3 separate regions of the Mus musculus genome follow, and regions 1 and 2 are each linked to region 3. A link is a contact called in public Hi-C and promoter capture Hi-C data. All regions are on one chromosome and are shown on one strand. Each heading gives the region's core, a stretch centred on a gene start, on an enhancer-like site or on the middle of the called end of the contact. The rest is flanking DNA. Distances are from core to core; before and after follow the strand shown.

Region 1 (3,858 bases), core at 356-2,855, 240 kb after region 3:
ACATAGGCTCCTGGGAAGGTTTGGGTGCCACCCACCGATCCCTTTCTGTCACAGGAGTATCTGGACCTGTCCATACCGCTGGACCAGTACTCACCCAGCTTTCCCGACACACGGAGCTCCACCTGCTCCTCAGGGGAGGACTCTGTCTTCTCTCATGAGCCGTTACCTGAGGAGCCCTGTCTGCCTCGACACCCCACCCAGCTTGCCAACAGTGGACTCAAACGGCGCTGACTACCAACCCTGTCCCCAGTTTTCTCCCATTCCGTCGTCACCCGTGCCCCTCACCCACAATCCCCTTGTTGGACACACTGCCTTTCTCCTCCTCCTTTGCCGCTGGCAAGAGCCAGTGCCTGACTGAGGCCTTCCTGTGTTGTGGCCTTCCCCCTCCATCACCCCCAAGACCCCTCTTCTCCCTCTTCTTAGCCTGCTGTGTGAGAGAGGAGCCAAGAGGCAGGTGCTTGCCGACGGCCGCATCCTCCTTCCCAGGTGTTGGACCAAGACCCGCCCCGCTGCCTGGCACTGCTTGGAGGTGTGCAGAGCGGAAGCAAGTGGAGCATCCGGGGCATTCCTGTTGACCCATCAGCCCCTTCTGTTCTGGCGGCAGGGGCCTTGGGGCTCCTGGAAGCCGTGAGGTTTCTGTTTAGGCCTTAACCGAAGGCAACCTCTGCTCCAGATGGATGGTACCAGTAGCTTCTTAATTCCAATACTAATTTGCTTTGCTGACCAAATACCTGCCTGGTACCAGAAGACAGGGAGGCAGAGACTGGGAGCCGTGATGTGCCCTTGGGCTGAGCCCTAGACTTGGGGCTCTGTACATAGCTATGAAGAAAAACACAAAGTGTATAAATCTTGAGTATATATTTACATGTCTTTTTAAAAAGGGTCGTTACTAGAGATTTACCCATGGGGGAGACGCCCAGGGTAGCATCCGTTGCTATATATTAAAAACAAACGAACAGAAAGAAAAAAAAAAGGAAAATGTTTTTTAAAAGGTCATATATTTTTTTGCTACTTTTGCTGTTTTATTTTTTTAAATTATGTTTTAAACCTATTTTCAGTTTAGGTTTCCCTCAATAAAAAATTGCTGCTGCTTCATTTTTATCCTGGGCGTGTGAAAAGAGAGCAGGTGTCCAGCGCAGAGGAGGGAGACAGGGGGTAAAGGGCCATGAGCTGGTCTTCCCCCTGCCCCCCATGACCTCTGTCTCCTGGATTGTGCCCCAGACCTCCCAGCCAAGCCTTCTATCTCCCGATGCATTGGGAACAGCAGGAGAAGACTGAGGTCCTGAGGGCAGAGAGCCAAGCTCGCACACTTGATTGTTTCCTCGGAGGAGAGAGTGAGAGGATGAGGTTAGCCAGAGGGTAGAACTGGACAGAAACCCAAACCCTAGACCCTGTACATTCAGATGTCTTGTCTATCTTCCCCAACCTACTCCTCATATTCCTCTCCTGTAAATATCCTCCCCTTCCCTGTTGGTCTCTGTTACCCAGTTGGGTCTGTCCCTGAGCTTGGCTTCCTATAGTTTTTCCTTCACAAACTCCACCCATCCCTCAGGAAACAGAAAACGATCTCTTTGGTTGGGGTCAACTTGGCAACTCAATTCTGCCACCTGCTGGTTGCTTTGGTACCTTGGTCTCTTATTCAAACCCACACCACTCAAGCCTTAGAGGGTTTGTTTTTGTTTTTTGTTTGTTTGTTTGGTTGGTTGGTTGGTCTTTTTTTTCTGGGTCTGCTGAATACAAACCTGTTCAGTATGATTTCATCTGTAGGGGTTAGGGCTGCTTCTTTAAATGCAGTTTTGGCAGCTGTGGTTTGGGTCATTGTCATAAGAGTTCTTATCGTTGTTTCTCTCTGTACACATGTAACTGTCAAAATATTATGAATGGTTTTTATGCTGAAAGAAGACATCATTTGGCAAAGAGGGCTAGGGAATGAATTTAGCACAAACTCATTTTCTTGGAGACCGTGTATCATAGTGGTTTTTTTTTTTTTTCTTTCTCTTGTTAAAACTGAACATTATTTCTGCCTCAGGTCTACTTGACTCACTGCTGTGTGGATGGAAGGAGAACACAGAAAGGGCTTAGTGTGACTCAAGGAGAGGAGCTAGGAACTGGAAGGAACTGAAGTCCCCTCTGTTACTATTCAGATTGCCCGCAGACGGCCCCTGGGACAGGGGTGGCTATCAAATAGAAAGTAGTGACATTGACATGAAGGGAAATGAAATGGCTATTTCACTTAGAGGACCAGATTAGGTCTCGTGGGAGGGGGAACCCAGCTTACAGAATGAAGATGTTACTGTCAGAGCACAGCATCTGTCTGGTTTCCTGGGGGTTAAAATATGGCCCAGGCATCAATCAATACTGCTTCCCCATCTTTTCTAATTGCCATAGGCTAAAGGCCATCAGTCCCCTGGCTCTGTTAATGTAATGTATCGATTTCAGGTAAGTAAGATTGAACATAGATGAAGTAAGAAATCGGCCTTAATGGTAATGAACTCTGTTTATCAACTGCCACTGGGTGGAGCCAGCAAGCTAAAATATCCTCCTACACACAGACAGTGTTAGGTTATACTGTCAGAGCCACTGTCCTCTGAAGTAACAGACCTACCTGCAAGCGGGAACTTTTGGCCTGGATATAGCATTGTCAGACTCTGGACATGACCAATATGTCTTGTACAGAATTGGACATGGCACAAGTGCAGGGCCATACTATTAAGTAGCAGCAACAACTATTACAATTCTGTGTAGAATGTGTGCTGTGTCTAATGTCGCTACAGGCGCATGTTAGAGCTTAAAACTGTACCCAATGAGCTTGTTAGCAGCTGTTAGCAGCTGGTAGAGCTTGGTTCCACCACATATGCAGGAAATAGCTGGGAGGGAGAATGGAGGGCTTTGAAGCAACATGGCATGTAGAAACCAAGAAGGGAGTAGACCAGCAAGAACCCTGAAGTTGGCTGGTCCTGGTAGTGAATGCCTGTAATCCCAGACTCAGAAGGCAGAGACCGGTAGATCTTGAGTTCAGGGACAACTTGGTCTACATCGTGAGTTCAGGGCCTGCTGAAGATGCACAGTGAGACTCTTGTCTAAAAGGAAATTAAACGAACCAGAACACACTGAAGTTATGAAGGACTCTGGAACTGGTTCCCTCTTGTTTGACACACAGCAGCATTCAGAATCTTTACTGCCTGCTGGGTACGTGCATGTCCTGGTGCACAGAAGCAATGCATTCAATTGCCGTGCTGTCGGAGGTTCCAGTGGTGTGCTGAAACTGGCTCTCTAAAGGAAAGTATGTGTGTCAGCCTGGGGTTATGGCCTAGTAACCCAAATTTTGAAAACAAAAGGTGATGGTCTTTAATCCTGAACTCAGGGGGCAGAAGCCAGTGGATCTCTTAAATTCAAGGCCAGCCTGGTCTATATATTGAGTTCTAGGTCAACCAAGATTGCATGGTGATACCCTGTCTCCAAAAAAGTAAAATGGGGGATGGGAGTGGGGTGGGTCGGGGCACAGGTGGAGTCCTCAATGGCCAGACTCCATGACTTAACTACTTCCATTTGCTCATTGAGAAGGCCAGAAGGAATCCACGTGCATCAGGGAGATGAGAGGATTAAGCCAGTTAAGTAGCTAATCCCTTTCCCATATTACACATCTATAGTATGCACTAAGTTTAAAAACCCACCACTTCCAGACGGAAGTTGTATTGTGAGATACCTTAGATTAGAGCAATGGCAGCTTCCCAGAGTGGTGTATGAACACAGCCTACAGAAGTCAGTTGATTAGCACACTGGGTGGGACTGGTCCTCCATGACTAGGGAGCATTTTGAGGAGGTACATGCTCTGGGCTGGGGTGTAGTCCAGTTGCT
Region 2 (3,587 bases), core at 664-3,163, 190 kb after region 3:
ATTTATTCCACAGAGTCATTTCTGGTTTTTATTTTATTTTTTTGTTCAAAAATACTTCCTGAATATTTACTTCCTAGGCACTCAATAAATGTATTCTCTCTTTACCCCTCCTCCAAATCTGAACCCAGATCATTTTGTATATGCTAAGCACACTCAGCTAAACATTAAGCTTTGGTGGGTGTGGTGGTGTCTTACAAACTGTTGTCTCAGGAGGCAAGAGGCAAAAGGTGGGAGAGTCCTTGAGTCTGAGGCTACCCTGGGCTACAGCATAAGACTATCTCTAAAAGCAAAGACAAAACAAACAAACAAAAACCAACCCAATAAACCAATAATACACCAATAAACTCATCAATAGCCCTTCTTCTTTTTCCTCCACCCTTTACTGGAGATAAACAAATGTGATAATATCTCCGTAGCTTCCCATTTTTTCACCTGGTGGTCACATAGAAAACTGTCTTAGAAACTCTTAGTCTTCAATGTGGAGGGAAGAGTTGGATTGTTTGGTATTCAAGCTGTCATGGCTTGCTCTGTGGAAGCGGAATAGAACAGTCCCCCTCATGATGGCTTTCACATGTGTGACCCTTTTGGCACACTTACATTCATTCAGTCTGCTTCTCATGGGGGAGACCCATAGAGGGACTAGATCTTATCAGATTCGTGACATGCCCAAAGTCTTTGAGTGGTGGAATTCACACCTAGTGTGACATATTCCACCCTTCCAGTGGTCCCCAAGTAGACATCACATCACAGTCACCAGGAAAATTTGCAGAGCCCCCACCCCACTGCTATGCAGCAAACCAACAGGTACCAACCACCTAGTCAGGTCTAGAGTGTGCTGGAATCAAAGCACTGTCTTTGCCTTTGTCAAAGCTGCATCGCCAACCCCTGTGTTTGATTTGTTTGAGACAGGGTCTGTAAGCACAGGCTGTCGTCTCAGTCCCTATGTGGCCAACGGTGATCTTAAGTCTCTGACCCTCCAGGGCTAGGATTGCATATGTACATCATCATTTTAGACTGCTGGAAAGTGAGCTCCTGCAACGAGGCGAAGGCCCCACTGGCTGTCTCAGAATTGTTAGCATGCTTCATCAAAACATCGGGATTTCTCATGTCCAAGCAGGATCAAAAATTTTTATTTTTTAACAATCTCAATATGATTCACGTCCACTGGACTCATTGGATTAAAGAGCCACAGATTAACATCTCTGTGGAGGGACCTGGTGGGAAGGGCATTTCAGCGATTTTCTTTGAGGTTCATAGTATACTGTGGAGGCTCTGGTTTGACTCTGATTAATTCCTAAGGCAAACAAAACAAAACAAGCAAGCAAGTAAACAAACATCCCCCCCCATCCGAAAAAAAAAAAAAACAAAAACCCCTCCTCTCTTCGGTTGCTTCCTGAAAGCTGGTGATTTCTAAGGCTACCATGAACAGCACTGTAGAATTTGCAGGGTCCATTCCAGCGTGAACCACAAAACCTAAATTATGTGGCTGGGGAAAGTTGAGATCCAAGGAAAGGGTCTGAGGGGGAAAGTCAACCGATCCATCAATAAAAACAGTTCGTATATTGTAAGCTATGTGAGGGTCCTATTTATTCCTTTTAGAGACGGGAAAACCGAGATTTAGAGCACGAAAATCATACCCCAAGGCACAGAGATAACCAAAGACCAAGTTGCCCAGTGCAACCTCAAAATTATAGCCAGGCACCCGCCCCTCCCCACCCTCCACTCCTGTCCCCAAATCGCTGATCTACACACAGTCTGAAATTCGGGCGCCCTCCAGGCGAAAACTCAAGTTAGACCAGACTGTAGAGCAGTTCTGCTCGCTCCAGGCTTCTCCGGGGCTGCAGCTTGAGAACTACAAGGCCCAGCAGGCAACTGCAAGGGGAGGAGGAGGAGGTGGGACTAGCGCCGGGTGGGAGTGAGAGAGCGAGCCCTCGCGCCTCGCCGGCGCACAGCGCTCGGAGCGCTCCTGCGGGTACTTTGGCGGGGCTCTCCGCTGCGGGCGGCGCGGAACGGGAGCCGGAACCCTGGTGCAGCCGCTGCGTGCAGAGGACCCGGGCTGCGCAGGGAAGCGGGGCCGAGACGTCCGGACTGGACTGAGACTGTGCTTAGCGCATTGCGGCGACCTCGCCTTTCCCGGCCGCGAGCGCGCGCCGCAGCTGGAAAAGCAGCGGAGACCGAGGACTTTTCTCAGGTCCCAGGGGCGCACCACAGCCGTGCTGCAGTCAATGCACGCCGGAGCCCCAGGAGGGGTGATGGAACTCGGGCTGCCAGAAGCCTGAGACGCCGCCACCGCCGCCGCTGCGTACTGGAGAGCGGGGGGCGCACGATCTGGGGACCCCGGGCGGCGGACCCGAGCCCTCCCCCCCGCCCCGCCTCCGGGGCACCAGCTTCGGCTCCATTGTTCCCGCCCGGGCTGGAGGCGCCCGGCTCGGAGTGCCGCCGGGAGTCGTGCCTCGGCCGCGGAGCCCTCGAGACCCCATCAGGATCTGAACGGAGCCCGGAGACGAGCGGCGGGAGCGCAAGACACAGACACCCGCCGCGCCACGGCGAGCTCTCCAGAGGCGGGACCGCAGCGCCAAGTGAGGTAAGAGTCGCCGGCGCCCGCAGAGCCGGCTGGCTGGGCGTCCCGAGCGGCCCCCGCGCTTCGCCAGTCGCAGCCCGCGCCTCCCTCCTCCAATCCCCCACCCCACCCCCGACTCCGCTCCCTCCCCGGCGCCCCTGTCCCTCCTCCCTCGGCCAGTGTCGCTGCCCGCGCCCCCTCCCCGCGCGCTGGGCCCGCTGCTGCTGCCCGCTGCCTAACTTTTCCGCCAACTCGCGCTCCGGAGCTAGCGAGGAGGCTGCTGCGCTCCGAGTCCAGACCCCGACCCTCTTGGCCCAGGAGAAGGCGGCGGAAGCTGTGTGTTCCCTACTGGGGAGGAGGGCGGGAATGGGCCGGGAGATGGAGGGTGTGTGTGTGTGTGTGTGTGTGTGTACATCATCTATCTTTTGGTCCTCTTGCGGATTCACCCCGTTTCAGCCGGTGGCTTTAAGCTCAACACCCTACATCTGGGATCTTTTCAAGTGTTTTCCTACCTCCGGGCAAGTCTGGGGTCCAGGTTGGGGGGTTGAAGAGGAAAGGAAGTGGCGGGGAAGGCTAGCTTGTCTTGGAATAGGTTTGAAGGAGGTGTCGTCACCAAATGGCTGAATCGGCTTTAGCGGAGAGCGAGCAAAGATTCCCCCCCCTTTTGAGGGGTGATGGTGGTGGTGGTGGTAATGTTCTATTTTATCTTAGACCTAGAGGACTCTTGAAGGGGTCTGGAGAAGCGGGGGGTGGGGGGTCTCGGGGTCTGGATCGTTCTGGGAAGTGGAGGAAATGAGGAGAACTTGTCCGGTGCGGAGGAGCCCTCTTCTGCCCGCTTGTTGCTTCTCTGGCCCAGACCCCCTCTCCACACCTCCTGTGCCTCCTCTTGTAGTGTCTCCGGCGGGGTAAGACAACCTAGTACTCATATTTTTAGAGGAATTTACTGACTTTTTAAATATATAGATGGGGTTTGTAATAAACAGTTACCCACCCAGTGAGGCAGCTGGACACCTTGGGAGTGCAGGAG
Region 3 (3,771 bases), core at 137-2,636:
ATATGAATCCCCTCACATGGGTTTTGAGGGTCAGAAACACAGGAACAGCTTTGCTAGGTGGTTCTGGCCCAAGGCCTGCAGTGAAGTTGTAGTCAAGCTCTTGACAAGGGTTTCAGTCTTCTGAAGGTTTGGCTGGCTAGGAAAATCCACATCAGACTTCCCACAAGGCCAGCCAGTAGTAAGGAGTCTCAGTTCCTTTCTTTGTGGTCCCCTACCTGCAGCTGCTATGTAAGATTGGCATGGTAGCTGGGTGGGGCTGAGTACTCCAGAGAGGGCAGGCAAAACAGCCCCAGGTAAAATAAAATGGTGGATGAGATTGGAGCATACAGAGACTGAGGGTGTGTAGATGCCACTGGGGTGGGCGCTGGCTGACCTTTGATTGCTTAGCATCCAGTTGACATTCACAGCACCTTATATGTTGGATATAGGAAGCTTCAGTGTCCTTTATAATGTATGCACAGATGTGGGCAATACCATGGTTCCTGCTATATTTGTTGGGTCATATCAACCTGTCGTTGCAGGATGTGAGAGCCATGCAGCAGTGTGGCTAGGAAGATGAAGTGGTTGCTGCACTCCCTACGTTCTGGTGGGCATGCCACTTCACGTGTACCTGTTAAATCCAAACTGACCACCATGTGGGAAATCTTACACCCACAGCTTTGTATTTTGACCTATGGAGGAGACAACAACTTCAGTTGTTCTGATGGACAATGCTATACAGCACAGCACTGTACCCCAATTTTTAATGTACCCCATTTTTAAACGTAGTTTATATACACTTGTGTAGTTTCCTCAATGAGACATGCAATAAGAGACAGCAAACTTAATTCTAGACACATGGTAGTTTAATCAAAAGTTACTGGGTGACCTATAGCCCCCCTCAAATTCTGCTTTTTTGTGTGTGCATTATTGTTTTGCCTACATGTATGTCTGTGTGAGAGTGTCGGATCCCTCAGAACTGGAGTTACAGACCATTGTGAGCTGCCGTGTAGGTGCTGGGAATTGAACCCGGTTCTCTGGAATAGCAGTCACTGCTCTTAACTGCTGAGCCATCTCTCCACCCCCAAATCCTGCTTTTTGTTACAGTCTGGGAATCTGGGGTTGTCAGAAAGGAAAAAATAATAAACAAAATCTTGGCCAGACACATGATCAGTCTAGTTCAGAGCAAAACTCCACGGGTGGCTGGCTGCCTCTTGCATCAGGAAGAAGATTGGCTTTTAGTTGGAAGGTCAGCAGGCACCTCCTGCCCACGGCCGGGACTAATGATGAAGCTCTCTGACATGGGGCTGCCCAATAACTCATGAGGCTGCAGGAAGCTCTGTTCCTGTGCACCCTGGGTTGGTAATGTGCAGTAGGCCAAGCAGGCACTCAAGAGGAAATGGTTCTAACAAGCAGAACTTCCTTTTAAATCTCTCCATGATTTGAAAACTAGCTCTAAACTGGAAAGCATGTCTGCTCTGTGGAGAAGGAAAAAAAAGGTTGGGGAGGGCGGGGACTTGCCTTGCACAACGTCACCATCACACACTAGTCTGTCTCGTGGAACTAATTCTGACTCTTTAGTGCTAGATCATAGAAGAGTCAGTGATTTGGGATGCTATATTCAGCCCAAGTGAAGCACGGTGGTACCAACACTCTCTGTAGTTGATATGACTGAAAACCAACCCTATGATCTCAGATTAGAAGCCAGAGGAGGAGAGGCCCCTCCTCCCCTGCCAGCCTTTCAGCCTTTGGGGTTTCCTGGGTTAACAGGTCTCCACTAGACATCCAATGAGGCAAAGTGACCTTCAGAAGCCTGAACCTCTTGTTTTTTCAGAGAGTTAACCTTGGCCCCTCTTGTTGTACACACCTCTCTTGTTGTACACACCTCAGCTTTTCCTATCCGTGGTTCTGCATTTGTGGCAACTACGGAGCCTCAAGGCTGCCTATGAAAAATGCTTTGTTATATTACATTGCCCCCTGGCTCCAATGAATCGCTCTGTAAATCACACTATTGTTAAAATGTCCTAGGAAAACTAAAACCACTTTCTGGGGCTCTGAGAACACAAGGACATTAATCAGAGGCAACCATTACAGGACGAATATTAGGGAAAGTAAAGAAATAAAAAAACACGGTTTTAATGTGTAGAGCTTAGAGAGGTGGGACTGGGGCCAAGCCAGAATATCTTCACTCGTTCAGAAATACCCTGATACAGGAATACATTATCTCTGAAGGCTTTAAACCCATTTAGTTTTATAGCAAAACAATATTGAACACCTGCTGCACCTTAATGATCCCGTTCAGGCAGCCGAGGGTGAGGATGGAGTGGGGGCGGGGCACACTCTATAAATCAGGAATAACCTTTAGTCAGACTCAGCTGGGACCCCAACTACAGTTGTAGTGAGGATGAGGGGTAGGACTCAGACTCCAGGAAAGCATCTAAGACCACTGATGGGAATAGTCATAGGGGCAGGAGGCTCTACGGGGAGGCCATAAACCATTCTGTACTTACGTATGTAAAATGGGGAGGCACAAAGAGGGAGGAGAAGCGAGGGACAGCTTTGACGATGACAAACTTTACAGTCTGAAAATTTAGTCAACAGAATTTTGTTCAAAAGATGTTGGCCTTGCTTATCTTGTGCACGTGAATACATGCTGGTGTGTGTGTGTGTGTGTGTGTGTGTGTGTGTATGCATGTGTGCTATAATTGGGAACATGCCACTCTGCCCCTGTGGAGGTTCTGACCTTCAGTCTGGATCGTCCATCCACCTTGTCAGAAATGCCTGCTGTCTCTTGTTCAGTGCTCTGTACGCCAGCCTAGATGGCGGGCAAGCATCTGGCAATTCTCTGTCTTTGCCTCCCATCTCTGCCGGGTTCCATGGAGATTACAGATGCTTGCACTGCTGGCTGGAGTTCTGAGGATAGGAACGCAAGCTGTGGAGGCTTGTGCGGCAAGCGTTTTACCCAGTGAGCTGTCTCACTAGGCCTCGCTTGGCCTTTCGCTGCTCTGATTGCTCATTACAGAGTTCGGTTTCTAATAAAATTTGACTTAAAAGTAGAAACCTTGTGCCCTCTGATGTCTTGCCATCTAACCGCATGTGACAAGCCCAAGACAGGACTGTCCTTAAGCACATATTAGAGACAGTCTTTAAATCCCAGCCATCCAAAATGAAGGTTGCCCAGAGGGGAGATCGGTTGCATTCCCCTGACTAATTGCAAAGAAAAAGTCAGCTGCAAAGGTCAGCGTCTTCCTAGTCTTGCTAGTTCTTCACTTCTCAACCACACAAAGAGAGCAAGAGTCGCCTGAAATACCACCAACCTTTTAATATTTTGGTCTATAAGCCAGGTGGTGGTAGCACACTCCTTTCATACCAATACTCAGGAGGCAGAGGCAGGTGGATCTCTGAGTTTAAGGCCAGCCTCATCTAGGACAGCCAAGGCTACATGGAGAAACTCTGTATTGGAAAATATGTGTGTGTGTGTGTGTGTGTGTGTGTGTGTGTGTGTATTCTTGCTCAATAATAATTATGGTTAAACTGTACTAAACTGCACAAGTCTGAGATCAGCAGGCACAGGTAAGGATCATGGCTCTATATTTTCTTAGGCAAGTGCAAGAATTATTTAGGCCATAATTTTTTTAATCTGTAAAAACTGAAATAGTAGCAGCATTGGCCTTATATGACTTTTGTGAGAATAAACTTATAATCTGAGAAGGGGCATGAGAACCAGGACATTACTAAGCAAGTAGTTAATGTTATTAGTATGAGTGCTATAATATATTCATAAATCATCTC

What was found. Promoter capture Hi-C pulls out the DNA fragments that hold promoters and counts their contacts. A called contact is a pair of places that touch in the nucleus more often than the background predicts.
Region 1: a Hi-C map of bone marrow-derived macrophages shows a contact between it and region 3, with 31 read pairs. The contact joins two enhancer-like sites. A contact is called at or near these places in 1 of 15 datasets of contacts at CTCF or cohesin (the NIH/3T3 cell line), 12 of 484 Hi-C or Micro-C datasets (the N1E-115 cell line, bone marrow-derived macrophages, brown adipocytes and 4 more), 6 of 115 datasets of contacts at active chromatin or transcription factors (the NIH/3T3 cell line, astrocytes and embryonic stem cells) and 5 of 9 other capture datasets (adipose tissue, embryonic stem cells, embryonic trunk and 2 more).
Region 2: a contact with region 3 is called in a promoter capture Hi-C map of the HPC-7 cell line. The contact joins the promoter of Fgfr1 here to the enhancer-like site in region 3. A contact is called at or near these places in 22 of 39 promoter capture datasets (the 3T3-L1 cell line, 3T3-L1-derived adipocytes, the C10 cell line and 16 more), 4 of 484 Hi-C or Micro-C datasets (the MC3T3-E1 cell line, MC3T3-E1-derived osteoblasts, bone marrow-derived macrophages and 1 more), 15 of 115 datasets of contacts at active chromatin or transcription factors (bone marrow-derived macrophages, craniofacial prominence, embryonic basal ganglia and 11 more) and 4 of 9 other capture datasets (adipose tissue, embryonic stem cells, liver and 1 more).

What each region holds. Positions count from the first base shown.
Region 1 is chr8:25,573,691-25,577,548 of GRCm38.p6, forward strand. Fgfr1 (fibroblast growth factor receptor 1) reads left to right here. Exons shown (of 18, transcript NM_010206.3): 18 at 55-2,028. The coding sequence ends at 231. Among named protein-coding and RNA genes, the nearest start is that of Gm16159, 20 kb to the left of the region's middle. Within about 2 kb of position 1,606, at least 52 of the 459 cell types and tissues checked have an H3K27ac peak or open chromatin away from gene starts, as enhancers often do. A contact at or near this core is called in bone marrow-derived macrophages, where this site is marked.
Region 2 is chr8:25,516,846-25,520,432 of GRCm38.p6, forward strand. Fgfr1 (fibroblast growth factor receptor 1) reads left to right here and starts at 1,914. Exons shown (of 18, transcript NM_010206.3): 1 at 1,914-2,584. It overlaps Gm31288 (a long non-coding RNA gene), which reads right to left. Exons shown (of 3, transcript XR_003947368.1): 3 at 2,843-3,587. RefSeq lists promoters at 1,079-2,053, 1,839-2,053.
Region 3 is chr8:25,330,090-25,333,860 of GRCm38.p6, forward strand. No RefSeq gene overlaps it. Among named protein-coding and RNA genes, the nearest start is that of 5430421F17Rik, 26 kb to the left of the region's middle. Within about 2 kb of position 1,387, at least 19 of the 459 cell types and tissues checked have an H3K27ac peak or open chromatin away from gene starts, as enhancers often do. A contact at or near this core is called in the HPC-7 cell line, adipose tissue and bone marrow-derived macrophages, where this site is marked.